Linked DNA regions of Zea mays: region 1 is linked to region 2. The links are chromatin contacts, called in public Hi-C maps. All regions are on one chromosome and are shown on one strand. Each heading gives the region's core, a stretch centred on a gene start, on an enhancer-like site or on the middle of the called end of the contact. The rest is flanking DNA. Distances are from core to core; before and after follow the strand shown.

Region 1 (5,534 bases), core at 1,439-3,938, 140 kb after region 2:
AGATATTTCGGCATTGCCTCATCTGGATGGGTCACTAGTAACTTGCTCACGCCTCGCGCGAGTCTTTAATCGATAAATTTATATATTTAAAAGGGTGTTGGTTTAGACATATAGAAGTAGCAATTTATGTGGATATTTGTGCCTAGAAGTGTTAGAATTATCTAAATAGATAGTTATTTGCAGTAGTAGCATAATTCAATTTATAAATGTAGCATCGCAAATTGAGACAACCTCCTTGATTCTGCACTGACAGTTGAGTTTGCAAGGTTCCCTTGTGCTTAGGCATGTGGTAAGCATTGTTGTTGTTGGCTTGATGCTGTGGTACATAAGTTGGAACTATGACTATGTTGAAAGAATCAACATGTCCATTTGAGCACCTAAATCCACCCTTAATTGATCAAATCCTTGTAAAATGGTAGCATGGATATTCATAGGTGGACAGATTTCGAAAATAAAATATGAGCACATAGGGTAACATTTTTTCATAGCTTACAGTTAATGGCCAATCCTTCATGGTAAACCACGTACATCCATCCTATTTTAGTCCAGTTCAAAAATATGGGGTGTTAAAAAGAAGCAAACGGAAGAATGCTAAATGCATGAATGATTCACATCATAAGCACCCTAATTAACCAAAAGAAGACCCTGGTGCATAAAAGGTTTGCTGTACAGACTGACGGAAGAGTACAAAGACAAAGCGATATATTCCAGCAGTTGGCTTTGGGTTTTCATAGCCGACATTTCATTTTCTGTGATAAAATTTATTTAACCATGTCACAGTGAGGTAATATGAACATTATTCTCATCTGTGTAAATATTATGAGATGAATAGGTTTTGAAATATGCAAATTACAGGGGTGCTCATGTTAAGCTAAAAATAAAAGTTCAGCTGAACTAACTAAATGCACTTTTACTATCATTGAATTGCACAGATGAGAATATTATGAGTTTATAATTCAAATAATTGACTGATATGACAGGCAGCTACTTATTGTCAAGGCTGCACAATCTATGGTGACATTTATATTATGAGTTTTTTTAAAGAAAATGCAGATGATACACCTGCCTTTACGTTGTGCAGTAAGGAGGTATACATACATGTAATATTGAGGAACACCATATGCATCTAATATAAATATTGAAGTAATGTATTATTTAAATTGAGAAGGACAAAACAGAAGGACCCACTATAGGAAGCATTTGTTGATTCCAGGATGTTTGTCATTTTCCAATAGTTGTGAAATGTTCCAGTTCTTACTAATGAAGGTATTCTCTCTTTTTTGTTGGGTTACTAAGACTTGGGAGTGTGGACCCATCATCACCTAGTAGCAAGTTAACCTGTTATCTTGAGTAGATATTTCTCACAACTAAATATAATAGTTCACTTATGCAGTAGCAGGTGCTTAACATTTGTTCTCTGAAATTCTTACAGCACTTATATTTTATTCAGACAATTACAAAGGTACTATTTGCTTAACCAACACAATGTAGGCATTCTTTTTTAAAAGTACATGTTACAGAATTTGAAGCACGCATATCTGAGCATCAACCAAGTCATGGGGAGCGGACAGAGGAGGGAGAGCAAGCGAGGGGCCGGCCGGCGGAGGAGGGGCATTCCGCTGGAGCGACGAAGCCACCGAGCGTGGCTGCGGCACATGCGCTGAGAAAGACTGCGTGAGGGGCTATGTGCCTACACTTGTGCGAGAGGGGAAGCCACTAGCGCTATGGAGCCTGAGCGCCACCGTTGTTGCTTGCGTGTGGAGGGCGAGCAAGGGATGGGCGGCGGCGTTTAGCCGGGGATCGACGCCCGCGTGTGGGCCGGGGGCGAAGGGGATAGAAAGCGGCGTTGGGAATCCTGACCGTCCAGGGTGGCGGCGTTTGCGACGCCCGGGGAGGGAGCGAACAGGATGGAAACCGACGCTGGGAGTCCTGGACGTCCAGGGCGGCGATGTCGGTGGTGTTTGCGACGCCCAGTGGGGCGATATTTCACCGTCGGATGAAGATTGTGCGGCTGCAATCGCAAGCAATGACGTGGACATCGCGGTTGCACTCCTTTGCGCCCGCGTTTAATATATAGAAATGGGTCTTGCCAAGCAAGGCCTAAAATGGTCCCGACTCCTGTTGTCGGCAGGCCCAGGTCAAGCTAGACTCTGGGAATTGGGAAGGGCTCATTCGATTATCCCGGATTCAAACCCCGGAGCGATTTTCACCTAGAATGGTTATCAAATTTGTACAATAATTGATTATCTAGAATAATTTTTGGCCTCATTTTGATCATATTTCAATCTTTAGGACATGTTTAGGAACAAAAATAATTTTTGAAACCACAGTTTTTGAAATACTACAGTATACCTTAGTTATGACAATAACACAGTTTAAAATACTGCAGTTTTAGAAACTGAGATCGAGTTCTAAGTTTAGAATATCTTAAAATAATTACACTATTTACAATAGTCTAGTTTTGAAAATAGATATTTTAGCTAACTTACCAAACACTATTATGTATATTGTAGTATTTTTTTTTAAATTATAAAAAACTTTATTTCCAAACACACTTTTATTTTAAACTTAACTTTTAATAGTGCTGTCTAAGTAGAAAACAGTGTTTGGACTGCTGGAGATGCCTAACCGAACATGCCCGAAAAGAAGAAGAAAAAAAAAACGTTCTGCTTCTTGCGTCTGTAACTCTGTATTACCCAGTCGACCGTGCCGCCAAAAACCCTGGGTCTCCCCTACGCTTCGCTCGTCATGCTGCGCCGCCTCCGCCTGCGCTTGCCGGGGAGGGCGGCGTCGGCTGCCGCCGGCGCGGCCGCTGCAATGGCGTCGCTCACCAACGTCGCCTACGCCGACGGCCTCTTCCGCCGCCAGTCCGCGCCGTCGAATCCAGGCGACGAGGACAATTTGGGAGCCTCCGCGTTCGGCCGCGATCCGGAGACCCTGGAGCGCATGGCCCGAGCGCTGCGGGAGATCAACAACTCACCGCTCGCCAAGCAGGCAAGGTGCCCGCCCTTTTGCTCCACCAAACGGAGTCTGCCCCCTCCTGACGTTGTTGTGTTGTTGTTGCTCGTGTGCAGGTGTTTGAACTGATGCGGAAGCAGGAGGAGACGCGCCTCACTGAGCTGGAGGTCGAGAAGGTCCAATACGCCATCTATGAGAAGCTGAGGGACATCGTGAGTTCCTGACGCCTTGTCCTCTTAGTTGATGCAAAATGATGTTAATGTTGCAGCCAGGACGGTTGCTCGTCTGGAGATTGTGGTTGCTCCCGTGGCCCGGACCTCCCAATTACTGAATCTTATCTTATTTGCCTAACATCCTCTTTACTTTGTGGAAATCAACTGCATAAGATTGAGGTTACCATTATAATCTGGATTAGTAAAGCATATTAACTTTACAATGAGATGTCAAAACTTGAAATATTGTGGGCTTCATCAAAACAGTGCCCGTGCAAAACAACTCAGGCTGACTTTTTTGGACAGCAAGTAACTACAAATTTAGAACACAACTCCACAGCATATAAAATGGACAACTGATTAACATGAAAAGTTAGAACTGTAGAACTTTGGTGATGTGTTAAGAGCTCTTCAACTTCTTCTTTCTGTGTGCATGTGCGCATGCATCCAACTATTGTGGTTCTTTGTTATGGATTTCCAGCAGTGAACTTACGTTCCTCTGGTGATCCTCAATATCTGATCTGCAGGAAAGGATGCAGAAAAAAGCTGAAGATTACAGAAATAGTTTGCAACAAGAAGCACAAGCAAAAGCTCAAGCATTACGCTTTGAGGATGAATTAGCTAGAAAAAGAATGCAGGTATTGAAAAGTCACACTTTATATTTCTTTAGCTACCTCCTATAATGCTGCTGCGCTGCTATGAAGCTAGCACACAATTAAATTAAGCATATCTATTTTGGCAGACAGATCATGCTGCACAGAGGCGACAGGATGCTGAACTCGTGAAGATGCAAGAGGCATCTGCCCTCAGGAGAGAAGAAGCTAGGCGTGCAACAGAACAGAAGATTTTGGAAGAAATGATACGTACTGAGAAGGAAAAGGCTGAAATAGATCAGGAAACAAACAGAGTTAAAGCTATAGCTGAAGCAGAAGCTCGTGTTCATGAAGACAAGCAATCAGAAGAAGTTGTTAAAAGAATGTTATTGGAACGCATGAAGGGTGAAAAGGAAAAGTGGCTCACTGCAATAAATACAACATTTTCGCACATTGAAGGTTTCAATGCCTTTGTCATTAGCAGTTTTTATGAAGTTAATCTACCACTCTCACTAGAAATGTTCTAGTAATAAAACAATAAATCTATATTTTGGTCTATCTGTACAAATACATGTCTGCTGATGGTGTATTTTTTTAATACTGCATACGTTCCAAACTGTAAATTCTTCTGTCTTTTCTAGATACATAGCTATGTATCTAAAAAATTCAGACTGGCTTACAATTTGGAACGGTAGTAGTAGTTGATATTAAATAAAAAGTTTTTTGGTTGTTTCTTCACATTTAGTTGAACAGAACACTAAGATTTAATCCTTGTAGTAGTTTGCAAGTGCATATGCACTTCGGTCTTGTCAAAACTAATGTATCATGTTTGGTGAAACCATATTTGGTAATTTTATGCTGAATTATAGACAAGGGTCAACGTCATTCTTCTTACAAACAATTCTAATAACAAAATAATGCTAAAATATAACACTTTCTTATTTGCACTGGTTATGATTCTTGCTTCTCATGTGGACTTGTAGGTGGATTCAAAGCACTGTTAACTGATAGGAGCAAACTAATGATGGGTATTGGAGGAGTTACTGCACTGGCTGCTGGAGTTTATACTACTAGGTTTTTCTCCCCAATTTTATTTTTAGAGTACATAGACACAAAACATTCATAAATCATACCTTTATCTATTACATATTTACATTTTCACACACAATAATATAGACTTCTAATTTCTATTGTTCTCTATTTTCATTTTTCAGGGAAGGTGCGAGGGTTACATGGAGTTACATAAATAGAATCTTGGGTCAGCCTTCGCTGATCCGTGAGTCATCAATGTCAAAGTTCCCACTACCAATGTCTAGGCTACTCAAACCTAGTTCAGCATCTTTGTCGGAGGGAGCAGGCTTTGAGAAAGTTATCCTGCACCCTTCACTAAAGCGGAGGATTGAACATCTTGCACGAGCAACTGCAAATACGAAGTCTCATGGTGCACCATTCCGCAACATGCTGTTCTATGGACCTCCTGGAACTGGCAAAACTTTAGTAGCCAGGGAGATGGCTCGCAAATCTGTAAGTTCTGCAGGTCTATTTTTTCTTGCACCATCCTCCATCCATAGGAACATGTTAGTGCCCTGAAATGATTTATTTTTTCTTGTCACATTGAGACTTAAAATGATAATAGAGATGCTGGTGGTCTGTGGAAGCTGTTGGGTTTTCTATTTTTGTTAGGCTAACTAATTGGATTATCTTCTTTTTTCTCTTTTGAAATGAGCCTAGTTGGGGACACAAGTTTGATAATTAGTATAATCAGTTCAAA
Region 2 (5,974 bases), core at 645-3,144:
GTAGAGTTATTGGATCGTCCGCCAGTTTGGGAATTCCGTGATGGCATGTACGGCCATTATGAACTCTGAACTTTAAACATGTTCAGGTTGGGCCGTAGGGGTTTATTTTGCCCTGATCTAACCACTACTGTGTTTTTTTTCATTTCACATGAGGCCAAGTGACTGCTGGCTTGGTCTTCAGGAAGCAGCTACTCACTTTCTACTGACTGAAACTGTGCAACAAATCCGCTGAACAAATTCCGGGAGCCAATGTCCCAGGCAGCAGTTCCATTCACCTGCAGAAAGCACAAGGCACTCGGTTCAGTTCAGGCTTCAGCACGGGAGGGTAGGACTCGAGGACAACCGATTTGCAGCTAACATACGTTGAGGCACGGCTCGGTCGTCGACGGTCCGGCCGCCACCGATACCGACGCGGCAGCCGACACAGGGCAGCTCGCGCCGGCGGGCGCGTACGGGTTGTTGACGACCATGTCCAGCCCAAATCCGGTGGAGTTTGCCGCTGCAGATGGATGCATCTGCGGCATGTGGCTCATCTGAAGGCAGGACGGCTCCAGCTGGCCGGCCGGCAGAGCCATCGCGGGCAGGGCTGCCGCCGGGCTGCGTCGTGACTGCTTCAGCTGCCGGCCGAAGAGGTCCTCGACGATGTCGAAGCTCACCACCGGGTTGGAAGCGGCGATCTTCATGGACAGGAACTGCAAGCAGGGGAGGGAGACACTCCGGTGAGCCGTGAGCGATTGCCCAACGACACTAGCTTATCAAGCCGGAAGAAGCGGAGAAGATGAAGCAGGCAGGCAGACAGGCCGGTCGGTCGGTACCTCGACTTGCTTCTGCAGGGACTGCACGTAGTTGATGATCTCGTCAAGCATGCCGGCCTTGCCCGTGACCTTGCTGCACCCGGGCACCAGCTCCTGCAGGTACCGCATCCGCTCGCTGATCCTCTCCCTCCTCACCTGTACGTCAGTTCGTTCGGCCATGAGCTCTAATGCACGCCGCAGGTCGGGTCGATCTATCGGTGCCCACGAGCAGCATGGACCATGGGGCACGCGCGCAAAGATGTTTGCCCAGTAACTCAGCTGTTAATATTACCCGCTCGGCGAGGCTGTGGCTGTCCGTGGCCTGGCCGCGGCGGGCCCGGACGTGGATGTAGTCGGTCTTATGGCCGGCAGCAGCAGCCGCCGCCGCCGCCGATGCAGCCTCGGCCTTTTTCTTTGTGCCTGCCTTTGGCCGCTCCTGCTTCCCTTTCCCTGGCGCCACGATCTCAGAGATGCCAGACAGCCGCTTCCCTCTGGGTCTCTTGCTCATGTCGTTTGCACCACCCTGCTAATTTCAATTTTTTTAACACAACTGTCAGTCAAAGACTTGACAATCCAGCAGAAAGCGTTGCTCCGGCAACCAGCACCGCCCATGCCTGAACCTCTCACCGTGGCATCGAGGCCGTCGTACGCGTCCGGTTTCCTCTTCCTGGAGCCGCCGCTGCCGCTGCAAGAGGACTCGTTGCCGTTGCCGGCCATGGCAGGCACGCCGAGGTTCGCGCCGCACATGGCGCCCAGGTCCGGCCACTCCTGGAGGCAGCCGAACGCGGTGGTGCACATTGCGCCGAACTTGTCGTCGTCGAGGTCGAGCCGCCCCTGGCAGAGGCTCTCGGCGGTCCCCCGGCATCGCGCCATTGCCAGCGACCCCAGAGGCGGGATCAAAACGCCGAGTCCTAAGACTAAGGGGGAGAAAGGGGGAAAAAACACGAGGACTCGGGGCAAGCTTTGCCTCGGCTGTTTTGGTGCAGGTCTCTGAGCCACCGACGAGTGAATCAACGCAGCGCGGTTAGCAATTACTATGTAGGAGGAGCGTGTGGCGTAGGGAGGATCTTGTGGCCTTGTGTGGGTGAAGCTTGCGTGTCCCTTTCGATCCCGGTTCTATGCCCAATTTCCCAATCAATATATATAGGGAGAACGGCTGGTGGGTAGATATGGGGTGCCCAGCGCCCTTTGCTTGGGGCGATGGTACTTGGCCATGGCAGATTGGATTTGGCTCTCCCTTTAGAGGTGCGAGTGCGATCATGTGAGGTAGGGTTTCGACACAGTGGTGTGGGGGAGTGTGTTTTTGAGCTGGCATATCGTAGGACCCCAGTTTGCCGGTGCCGGGCCGGGGGGCCTTCTCAGCTACGCGTAAACTTAAACTGCAACGCAGCAGGGCATCAGAAACGAGCACCCAAGACCGATGATCTACGAAAAAGTCAGCTTTTTAGCATCTACTAGTAATTAATTCATGCATAACATCTTCAAAATTCACGCGTTCCGAATGAAGGTATGACCTACGAGTAGTGCTCGGAATATGAACCAGGTATTTTAAGTCAGCACGAGCACGCCCTAAAAACAAAAGCTCAAATCACGATCCGACAAGAAATAATATATACCAAGCTAACACAACCTAAAGACGGATCTAGGCTGAGTCTAAAATTCTGGCCCAACGGGTCCTCGACACAGACCACACAAATGGATCGACACGACCCAGTGAAGCTCATACTTTTTAATTTTATAATTTAGTAAGCTACAAACTTTATATTGTTGTGATATTTAGCCTTTATAGGACCGAATTATGTTAGGATTGTTTAATATCTTTAATTTAGTATATTATGGACTTTATGTTGTTGTTGTATTTTGATTTTATGTGGTTAAATATATGGGTCGAGTTTGAGCCGGCACGACCCAACGAAGACACAATATGTGGTTTAGGATCGGACTGGCCACTGTTTTACATTTCAGTCTGGCACAAAATGGTCCAAAAGTTTTTAGATTTTTTGGCCTGAACTTGTTTAATACGAAGCACGATATACTCGGACCAGGTCGATCTGGCCCAATTCATAGCACTACTCAGGAGTCACGAATGGCCAACGAGAGTATGAACAGCCTGCTCGGGTTCTAGCTGTGCGTGTGCTGGCAGTGAGATGCGCCATTCTGAGATTTCCCTGATGCTGCAGAAGGACGAGAGGGGAGGCGACAGCTGCTCGATCTTATCTGTGCTGGCCGGGCACCAGTGACTCACCACACGTTGCCACGTCGGCTTCCCACAGTAACAGGTAAGGTCACCAGAAAGATGGTTTGAATCTGTCATCTTTACCAAGCAAGGATAAACCTAGAAAAAAAGCACGAATAACAAGGCAATTGATAATGGAATGTCTAAATTAGTAAGGCTGTCTAGCACCTTACATATCATATCTCCTATCACATCTTCTATTTAAAATTTTACTCTATAAATAATAAAGTATATAATATAAAATAATATTTTGCATGACTATGTATGATCTACTGAAGACAACTTAATAAAGCCTACGCTAACGGTCTTTTATGCATAACCTCAGGTTATTTTTAGAATCTAGAGTTATCATGTGATGACGGGACAACGATGAAGGTGCAATGCGCACTACTGGAGTCCGGATAACGGGGCTTCCGTTCAATAACTTTTGTTCCAGTTGATTTAAAACTAATATTGAGATTGGTTTCAGTGCCGGTTTTAAATCTGAAGATATATGTAAAAGATATTAGAACCAATTATTCTCCAACCGATACTAATATTAGAGAAATTAGTATCGGTTTATTACCTGTCGGGGATCATAAATAGATGTACCCCTAATACTCCTAATCTCAGCTGGTAACCCCCATCAGCACAAAGCTGTGAAGGCCTGATGGGTGCGATTAAGTCAAGGCTCGGTCCACTCAAGGGACACGACCTCGCCTCGCCCGAGCCCAGCCTCGGGCAAGGACAGTCGACCCCGGAGGATTCACGTCTCGCCCGAGGGCCCCCTCAAGCAACGGACACACTTTCGGCTCGCCCGAGGCCCAGTATTCGCCGAGAAGCAACCTTGGCCGGATCGCCACACCGACCGACCGTATCGCAGGAGCATTTAATGCAAGGATGGCCTGACACCTTATCCTGACGCGCGCCCTTCAGTCGACAGAGCCGAAGTGACCGCAGTCACTTCGCCGCTCCACTGACCGGCCTGACAAGAAGACAGCGCCGCCTGCGCCGCTCCGACTGTTGTGCCACTCGACAGAGAGAGGCTGACAGCAGCCAAGTCCGGCCTCGGGCGCCATAGGAAGCTCCGCCTCGCCCGACCCCAGGGCTCGGACTCGGCCTCGGCCCCGGAAGACGACGAACTCCGCCTCGCCCGACCCCAGAGCTCGGACTCGGCCTCGGCCCCGGAAGACGACGGACTCCGCCTCGCCCGACCCCGGGGCTCGGACTCGGCCTCGGCCCCGGAAGACGACGAACTCCGCCTCGCCCGACCCCAGGGCTCGGACTCGGCCTCGGCTCCGGAAGACGACGAACTCCGCCTCGCCCGACCCCAGGGCTCGAACTCAGCCTTGGCCTCACACGATGGTCTCCGCCTCGCCCGACTCGGGGCTCGGACTCGACCTCGACCTCGGAAAACAGACTCGACCTCGACCTCAGAGGAGCCTCCGCCTCGCCCGACCCAGGGCTCGGACCGACCACGTCACAGGGGGCCATCATTACCCTACCCCTAGCTAGCTCAGGCTACGGGGAACAAGACCGGCGTCCCATCTGGCTCGCCCTGGTAAACAAATAATGATGGCGCCCCGCGTGCTCCATGACGACGGTGGCTCTCAGCCCCTTACGGAAGCAAGGAGACGTCAGCAAAGACTCGACAGCCCCGACAGCTGTCCTTCCGCAAGGCTCCAACGCTCCTCCGACGGCCACGACATCACATGAATAGGGTGCCAAAACCTCTCCGGCTGCCACGACGGCATGTACTTAGGGCACTAGCTCCTCTCTGCTAGACACGTTAGCACACTGCTACATCTCCTATTGTACACCTGGGCCCTCTCCTTACGCCTATAAAAGGAAGGTTCAGGGCACTCGTACGAGAAGGTTGGCCGCGCGGGAGAACGGGACGGCGCGTACAGGCCTCTCGCCCCTCCCACACGGACGCTTGTAACCCCCTACTACAAGCGCACCCGACCTGGGCGCAGGACAACACGAAGGCCGCGGGTTTCCCCTTTTTTGCCTGTCTCCCCTTTCTTCCCCCCTTCGTGCTGTCTCGCGCCGACCCATCTGGGCTGGGACACGCGGCGACAATTTACTCGTCGGTCTAGGGACCCCCCGAGGTCGAAACGCCGACAGTTGGCGCGCCAGGTAGGGGCCTGCTGCGTGTTGACGAACAGCCTCCCGTCAAGCTCCAGATGGGTAGTCTCCAGCAACCTTTCCAGCCCGGGACGGTGCTCCGTTTCGAGAGTCTCGAGTTCATGTCCCTCGACGACAGCTACGACATGATACTCCTTCCTCCGCCGCGCGACAGCGACAATGACGACCGACAACCCGCCCGCCGGCGGCGGAATCAATGACGTCTTCCCCACGTGGCGGAAGAACAACATTCGGGTTTGTCCCGTCGCCTCCCTCGCCGAAGGAGGAGGAGGCGGGGCAACTAAGGCCAAGCAGGAGGCGGCACCTCGTCGGCTGTCGAGCGAGTCGACGGCGCCGGCACCCCAACGGGGGACACGTCGGGCGTCGACCTCGCGTCTGAGACGAAGACGAGCGGCGTTTCCCTGCAACACGCCAACTCCAAGCGGACGGACGACGCCAGCACGCTCGCAAAGGACTTGCTGGGCGTCACCCTCATACCCGAGACAACGGTGCAGTCTGCCCCTGACGCGACTTCGTCATCGCCCGTCGACCAGGAGGTACCGACCGATTCCCATCTCGTGCCTTTTGGATTCAGCCTCGACCCACCAAGCGACTTCGCTTCGGTGGAAGCCTTCATAGAGGCATGTCCAAACCCTCCGGGGTAAGGTATGCGGTCACCCTGGGACCGGCTGACGGCCGTCTCGACCTACGGACCCTCGGGTTCCAAGGAAGATGACGAGCCCGACTTTTGTTGAGATTTCTCCGGGCTCAGTAACCCCAGTGCCATGCGGGACTTCATGACCGCATGCGACTATTGCCTTTCCGATTGTTCCGACGG

The links. Hi-C and Micro-C count contacts between places; a contact is called where the count stands out from the background.
Region 1: a contact with region 2 is called in a Hi-C map of leaf mesophyll, with 2.8 times the contacts expected there. The contact joins the promoter of LOC103653966 here to the promoter of LOC100273484 in region 2. A contact is called at or near these places in 12 of 25 Hi-C or Micro-C datasets (ear, endosperm, leaf and 4 more) and 2 of 3 datasets of contacts at active chromatin or transcription factors (leaf and seedling).

What each region holds. Positions count from the first base shown.
Region 1 is chr4:165,274,674-165,280,207 of Zm-B73-REFERENCE-NAM-5.0, forward strand. It overlaps LOC103653966 (ATPase family AAA domain-containing protein 3C), which reads left to right and starts at 2,689. Exons shown (of 8, transcript XM_008680794.4): 1 at 2,689-2,994; 2 at 3,075-3,170; 3 at 3,698-3,808; 4 at 3,913-4,222; 5 at 4,747-4,837; 6 at 4,978-5,287. The coding sequence starts at 2,749.
Region 2 is chr4:165,134,081-165,140,054 of Zm-B73-REFERENCE-NAM-5.0, forward strand. It overlaps LOC100273484, which reads right to left and starts at 1,895. Exons shown (of 5, transcript NM_001147921.1): 1 at 1,422-1,895; 2 at 1,087-1,317; 3 at 816-950; 4 at 363-692; 5 at 1-275. The coding sequence starts at 1,667. The coding sequence ends at 189.